2 separate regions of the Bombyx mori genome follow, and region 1 is linked to region 2. The links are chromatin contacts, called in public Hi-C maps. All regions are on one chromosome and are shown on one strand. Each heading gives the region's core, a stretch centred on a gene start, on an enhancer-like site or on the middle of the called end of the contact. The rest is flanking DNA. Distances are from core to core; before and after follow the strand shown. Region 1 overlaps LOC105841518. Region 2 holds the start of LOC105841518.

Region 1 (3,912 bases), core at 58-2,557, 48 kb after region 2:
AAATGCGCCACCCACCTTGAGAAATAAGTTATAAGGCCTCAAGTATAGTTACAACGGCTGCCCTCCCCTTCAAACCGAAACGCATTACTGCTTCACGGCAGAAATAGGCAGGATGGTGGTACCTAACCGCGTGGACTCACAAGAGGTCCTACCACCAGTAATTACGCAAATTGTAATTTTGCGGGTTTGATTTTTATTACACGATGTTATTCCTTCACCGTGGAAGTCAATCGTGAACATTTTTTGAGTACGTATTTCATTAGAAAAATTGGTACCCGCCTGCGGGATTCGAACACCGGTGAATCGCTTCAACACGAATGCACCGGACATCTTATCTTTTAGGCCACGACGACTTTTTAGGCCTTTAAGCCAGGAAGACTTGAAAATGGATGCATTATGAATTTCTAAAGGCTTTTCGTTGTTTGTTTTTTCTTCTATGATAAATATTAGTTAAATATTTACAGTGGATATTTACTTGACAAATAATAAAAGAGAATCGTAGAAGAACCGAAGATTATTTCAGTTTTTTCTACGTTAATATTTGAAAACAAATTGTATTGATTTAGATATTTGTAAACAAAATAAGAATAGTGATGAATAACTATAGAGATTCAACGTTTGCAATTGAATTTGTAATCGTAATATCGATTGATCCCTAAAATTGAACAATGAAGATAAAAAATATAGCTTCTTTTACGATGAACGTTTCCGCTACAACGTGCAAAGAATTTTAATCGATCATGCAATCATTGGAGAATGTCTGTCGTGTCGTCAATGGCGTTTTTATTAAGAGCAATGTAAATTAAAATGTTGCGCTATTCTTAGCTTAAGCTGAGTAAATATCAAGACCATCGCTAATTGCATTACACTGCTATGAACTATATAAACTAGACAATGTAGTTCACATGTTGTTGTACGGGCTTGTATATGTCGAAAATCAAATAATAAAAATAAAAAATCTTGTGATCCATGATAGATACCGCCACAGAAGGTACATTTTCTAATAAGAGTATAATAAGTCTGCGTTTCGATTAGTAATTTCAGTACAAACAGAAACATTTAACACAAAAAGTCCTTAATCAAGTCTGTCTACGAACTTGAAACACAAAACAGCCATCCGCATTTACTCATCGATCGTTCCATGAAAAACTTCAAACTGCGAAGAAAGCATCGTCAAAATCAATTTCGATCGAGAAAACTTGAGGAAACTTTCTTCCCGACATCCCGGTCTCCCGTTTCTACGGCTGGAGCTGGGTGCGGAGCGGCAACGTCGCGGGGCGGGGGAGCGGGGACGTCGCGCCGGTGCGGCAACAGCGCGCGATCAGCTGTTGTCCGTGTAGGCTTATGAATTCAAAACAGGCTGCAAAAACGTGACTGTAGTAGACCCGTGGGACTGCAGACTGCAGTACCTACTTACTATGACGTTACAAAATACGATTACCTCGTTTCGCGTTTCGGACATTATTGTTGTTGTTGTTTTTTTTTTATATAAAAAAAACGAGTGATCAAGGGTCTGAGAGGCATACGCTCTTTCCATAGCTTTTCTTAAACATTAATAAAAAAAGGAATCTTTAGGTAATTGAATTTCCTTTTATTTCTTTATATGTCACTACCAAAAATATTTGGATGTAATTTGTAATAGTGACCGCTCTAACGTATGAGCTAACTGATGATGTAATGAAGTCATAAAACAATGAAACAAAATAGAATTGAAAAAATTACATGGACGCTCCAGGCTTGTCCTTAATAATCCTAATAATAATAATCCTTTTAATTAAACGACCTAGTGTAATCCTTTTTTTTTTGTTTCTCCGTAATTACTAGTAATTATCGACAATGGCAAGAAATTCTTGCTAATTCTCGATATTAAAGGTTGCGTACGTAACGAAATTATGTAACTGCCTAATAAATTACCCACTTTATTGTGGATCGTGAACCTCTACGGAAGTGTATTACCCCTGCCTATTTCTGTCGCGAAATAATCTTGACTTGATACATCAAAATTGAGATTTCGATTACATGGTGGTAGGACCTCTTGTCAGTCCGCACGGGTAGGTACCACCACCCCGCCTATTTCTGTCGTGAAGCAGTAATGCGTTTCGGTTTGAAGAGAGGGACAGCCTGCCGTTCAGCCGTTGTTACTATACGGAGACCTTAGAACTTGTGTCTCAAGGTGGGTGGCGCATTTATGTTGTAGATGTCTATGGGTTCCAATAACCACTTAACACCAGGTGGGCTGTGAGCTCGTCCACCCATCTAAGCAATAAAAATAAAAAAGAAAATCATACCCCAAGGTGGGTGGTAGCATTCAGGCTCTGATACCATTGGATTCTAGTATCCAATTGGGAACAACCACAATAAGTTGTCCGTAAATTCCGAATCGCCCGCCCATTCATATTATGAATATGGATGTTTTGATAAGCCGATGTAGATATATTATGTAAATGTTTGATAAAACTTTATACATATTAACCAATTATTTATTTTATAATTTAATTTTATTCGTAGTTGAATTAGCTTTCGGTTGGACTGCCGAGAATCCAATTAGCCCACAATTAATATGGTAATTCGAATTAGTATTCCTGTCTAGGACTGACCATAATTAGTTCACCGAAGCATAATATTGTGAAATAGTGAATGCAGAAAATGTAATATTAAATATCAGTAAATTTGAATATTGTATTTAATGAAAACGACAGATGACATTACTAGGTAGAGTGACAGTTCGCGATGTTTTCAGATTTCTATAACGGGTCATAAAATTTCGATGGAAATTTCGATAGCGCGATTCAGGATCTTTCGGTTTTACATTATTACCTATAGTTCTCTGCAGCCCAATCACTAAGCAATACTGTATTTACTGGTGGTAGGACGTCTTGTGAGTACGGATGGGTACCACTACTTTAACTATTTCTGCCGGCAGGCAGTAATTTATTCAACTTTTAAGGTTGCGATCTGGGCTACCACCTTTGTTTTTGCTGATAAACTACATTATTATAGGTAGGGAAAAAAGTACATAGTGTAAAGTACAATATTTTTTTATTACAATTGAAGAAATTAAACAAGAAATTGTGACAATTAATGACAGTAATATCTTTGACATTTGAGGTTAAGCTGCGTTCAGAAATGTTTATTAAAAAAGGAGTGCATCGGTGATGTGGGGCTAACGAAAAAAAACATATTATGCCTAAACTTTTCAAAATCCACAAAAAAAAACAAATCATTCCAAATAGAGTATCTTCGTGTACTTTATTGTTCACATAAAGTATAGAGTACAATTATCTGAAATAACGTACAATACTTTATTATAAAGTACGGGTGGCAACCCTAGTTGGGACACGACATGTCTAGTGTTAAATGACAATAATGCGAATATTAACCAAGATAGGGGTCTACCCGGGCAGCCCGGATTCTACATCCCAATCAGCCGTCGGTAGTACAATAGTAATTAACTTCAGCTTATTTTCAAATGAATTTCTATGTAAACTAATCCCAATACCCCAAAAAGTGATCCTATTCTGGCCACCTCGTTCTTTATATACTATTTCGATACTCGATAATAAGTTCTTACGTCACAAGTTTCCATCTTGCTTGATTATTAGTAATAGGTGCGTTTCTTTAATCAGGCCTGGTGTGATTTTCAGACTTATTTCTGACAAACGGTCGCCTGGTATGCATAGTGCGTTATCTTGGGCTGATCTAACCACTTAATGTTGGGTATAGAAAAAAATCATTCCTTTTGTTTTTAATTTACCATCGTACATTAAAGCTTTAATTATTATATTGTTGTAATTAGGGACTGGGTTGAAAAAAAAGTTAACTTAATGGCATAGGTAATACATTTTCCATTTATATGTTAAACAGAGAAGAGACCGCACGTAATAATACGTTTGCCAAAAACATTATTTCAAA
Region 2 (4,027 bases), core at 1,141-3,640:
TACAAAACATTCCGTATTATAAAATAAATTTGATATAAGGATAAAAAATTAAGAAAACCACAATACACTGCAAAAGAAGTTTCACTTCTTTCACATGTTTCAAGTTGCATACACACCATAATTTTTTTTAAATATTAAATTTGTTACTTCATTTTTCTAGAAAGCTCTCTCCAGTAGTGTTAATAGGTAGTCTTTGTTAAGTGAGTTTTTTTAGCACATTTTAAATAATAATGTTGAAGTGGTAAATAATATTTTTGAGGCTCTTGGAAATTTTAGACTGCAATTGTTTTTAGTGATTCCTCTAAAATAAGATTAAAAAGTAATAAGTGTTTTTCGGACTATGATGTATACATGCAGATGCATTTACGCGCAATTGTAACATAGTTTAAAGTTTTAATACTGTTATGTTTTTTTTACTGGTGGTAGGACCTCTTGTGAGTCCGCACGGGTAGGTACCACCGCCCTGCCTATTTCTGCCGTGAAGCAATAATGCGTTTCGGTTTGAAGGGTGGGGAAGCCCTTGTAACTTTATTGTATACCTTAGAACATGACATGCTTCTAGGTGCTATCTTCATCTCCCGAGATAAAATCTTTTGCTTTCAGACAGGATTTCTTCGAATTCTTTCCCTTGCTGCTTTGACCACCTTTTTCGTACGAACACTACGTGGACGGCGAGATCTTTTTCTGTCACAAACAGAGGAGGTCTCATTGCACCTATTAATAGCCCGGTACACAAACATTTTACTAATACCAAGCGTATGGAGAGTTTTAAAAATTGCATTTGGCTCCATACCTACATTGTGTAATGCAATCACAGCGATTCGGTTCTCTTTATCACCCCACTCCATTTTAATATCGCAAAATATTGTACAATGTATTGGCGCCAAAATGAGAAAACTCAATGAGCAATCATATAAAAATAACAGATTCCAAATTCAAATGTAATATTTTGTTTATTTTTAATTATAACAGTATTTATGGCCAGACTAAGTATTAAAATAAATCAGGAAGCTATAATAATAAAATTATTTACTCATTCTAAAAAGAGAGGTCCGCTGTAGTCCAAGATATTTTAGTCGATCCTATGGTTTTAGTCTTAAATCATGCCGCCATCGCAAAATTGAACCCATTTTATTCTGTAAAGAGTAGACCGTAACTACTTCGTAATGATATGATCGTAACTATAATCGTTAAATGTAACTACAGTATATACTCAGATCTTAGAACTTATATTTCAAGGTGGGTGGCGGCATTTACGTTGTAGATGTCTATGGGCTGCAGTAACCTCTTAACACCAGGTGGGCAGTGAGCTCGTCCACCCATCTAAGCAAAAAAAAGGTGGATCAAAGCGAGAATGTTGCTCCATCCCTAAGACAGGGTTGAAATCCCAATTCCATTGTACTACGGCTGCCCCAGCCTTAGTAGCGGAATGCATGATGGCTTCCCAGCAGAAATATGCGGACTCACAAGACGTCCTAACACTATATTTTTTTTTATGTTATTAGAACTGTGTCCATAGTATTAGAAGTTTTAAATGTTCGCCATTCCGTATAGTTTTAACAGGGCTACATAAACAATAATATCTAGTCGTAATTCTAAGAGAATGTAATATTAAAACGAATAAAGTTGTTTCATTGAATTTTGTTTTAATTACGAGTGACTATTTTCCTAATTCTCTTCGAGTGAAATTTAATTAAGCAAAGGCACTATGTCCAGGATTCGAAAGTAGAGCCCCGGTACAGTACTCTAAATCAATGACCACTACAACGAAAAACGGCAGAACTAGGATAAAACATTATTTATTACGTTTTTACCTGGACGTTGATTGACTGTCGTCATTGTTCTATACCAAACATGTTTCAAAATTATTATTCGTTAATTGAATTCCTGTCAAAGATTTAGAGCCAATTTTTTGTAGATTTTTTCAACGGTCTCCTAAATTGCAATAATTAATTTACGTTTGGAGCGTGTGAAACCTGGACAGCTTCAATTTATAGTTTTGGGAATTTTAAAACTCACAAAAAATGATAAAAGTGACATCTGTGATTTAATCGTGGAACTGTTGGATTCGTGTTTTTAAAGTTCCTGCATAGACAGAGAAGCATAAGTTTATAATTTTAACCTAATCCGGTACCTAGGTGGCAGCACAAGTATCAATTCGCCTGGCTAGAGTACAAAAACCTGTTTTATAAACCAAAACATTGAATAGGTAGTGAACACATACTAATTGTATTGAGTGATACAACTACAACTATACAGCGCAACCCCTATACGAATAGTTTATTTTAGTATTATAAATCACTATCGAAGGAAGGTTAATATTGTTTCGAAATGCTCCCTTCTATCTCGCAATTAACAATGAAGCGAGTGACAGAAGTTTACTTTGCAAAATGTTTGCCGAACCGCAAAGCCCAGACAAGACTATGTCAACTACAATCCCTACATTTGCATATGAAAGGGCAACGCATGGTTCGAATTATTCACAGGGCCAGCGTTCGCAACGCTACCGAGCCGGTCGAGAGACGAACAAGGAAAACGGACACCGGCCGGAGGCGGAACGCACCACGTCGGAGTTGGAGATATGGATTTAAGATTAACGAGGGCAGAGGGCGCCGGGGCCGGGGCGGGCGGGAGTGACGGGGCGGTGCAGGCGCGGTGCAGCGGGCGCCGGGGATCGATGTTAGGGCGGGGCGCGGGCGGCGGGGCGGGGCTCCACTCGCGCTCAGTCCGCCTCGGGGCCGCGTCCGCGCGGTCGTCGCTCGTCACTCGCTGCGGCGCGCCGGAGTGAGTCCGCGGGTGCAGGCCGGCGGCGGCGAGCCTCGCGCCGCCCGCCCCCGCGCCGATGTAGCCCGCAGTCGGAGTGCTCCTGCCCCGCGCCGCCCGCCCCCGCCTCGTCGCCGCGCGCGCAGTCTAGCCGCCCGCCCGCCCGCACCGCGTCTGCGACCCGTGTTCCTGTGGGCCCGCCAGCGAGACGGCACCGTGCAGGAGGTGCACTGCGAGGACTACGACCCGCGCAATCGCATCCGCATAGCGCGCACCCCGGCCGGCTGGCGCGTGATCCCGCGCACCGAGATCTACAACTCGATTCGCATCCCTCCCGTGCAACCGCGGGACCGTAAGGAGCGGCGCCGGCGCCGACGATCTGACGGCCCGCGTCGTCGTCGCCCGGCCGTCCCGGAGCCCGCACCTGCGTGGCTCCCCCCCGACCTGGAGTCGCACATTCCCTCCCACACGATAGCGGTGCCTCGCCAGCAGGTGCCCGAGCCGACACCGCTCGACAACCTGCTGGCGGTCGCCGAGCTCGAATTCAACCAACAGCGCGGTGAAGAGGCGCTCGGGCTGGATCTGCAGGCTGCCGTCCCGGCGCATCCTCCCGCCGCCCCGTCTTACTCTTTCCTGCAATCGGAAGAGGTAGCGCGGGACGTCATGTCCTTTGATCTGAGCGCATCGAAGCCACCGGAAGCGATGTATTACGAGCGCAAGGCCCAAGCTCAGAACTGTACCGAAGACAGCGCTTACGGCGGCGACATGAGCGTGCACAAGGATCTGTTCGATACGATCAGTGAAGCGCACTATTTGCCAGAGCTTGGAGGACCTCACGATGAAGCATTGCTAGATTCGCTGGTCGAAAAAGGTTGCGAAGATAACCAAATCCTCGGACAGACGCTGGACAAACTCGCCCATCTAGTTCACGGGGCCGCCGAGTACGCAGAGTCTGAGGAGGACATGTTGTTAAATAACGGTCCAGTCTCTGATATCATCGACAGACTCGAACACTCACTCGAATCACCGAGCCGGAGCAGCATTACCGCTGCTCAGGGTCTTCTGCACCTTCACCACATAGGCGATCACCACCTTACCCAACCGGAGCATCAAAGTTCCGTGGAGAGCTATATGTCGGATGAAGTGTTTGTAGCGGAACCTTCCAGTGATTGTGGCCTTCAGGCGCTTAGCGAAGCCTCCGTAATGCAAGCGACTAACAACGTCAATCACTACACTGACCCCATAGAAAAGAGTATACATGACG

Evidence for each region. A called contact is a pair of places that touch in the nucleus more often than the background predicts.
Region 1: a contact with region 2 is called in a Hi-C map of whole pupa, with 3 times the contacts expected there. The contact joins the enhancer-like site here to the promoter of LOC105841518 in region 2. A contact is called at or near these places in 3 of 7 Hi-C or Micro-C datasets (all in whole pupa).

What each region holds. Positions count from the first base shown.
Region 1 is chr8:1,768,959-1,772,870 of ASM3026992v2, forward strand. All of the region lies in intron 2 of LOC105841518, which reads left to right. Among protein-coding and RNA genes, the nearest start is that of LOC101736925, 32 kb to the left of the region's middle. Within about 2 kb of position 1,308, at least 8 of the 8 cell types and tissues checked have open chromatin away from gene starts, as enhancers often do.
Region 2 is chr8:1,719,545-1,723,571 of ASM3026992v2, forward strand. LOC105841518 reads left to right here and starts at 2,391. Exons shown (of 3, transcript XM_062669578.1): 1 at 2,391-2,572; 2 at 2,685-4,027. The coding sequence starts at 2,391. LOC101736799 (phosphatidylinositol-glycan biosynthesis class X protein) reads left to right here. Exons shown (of 5, transcript XM_062669643.1): 5 at 1-1,639.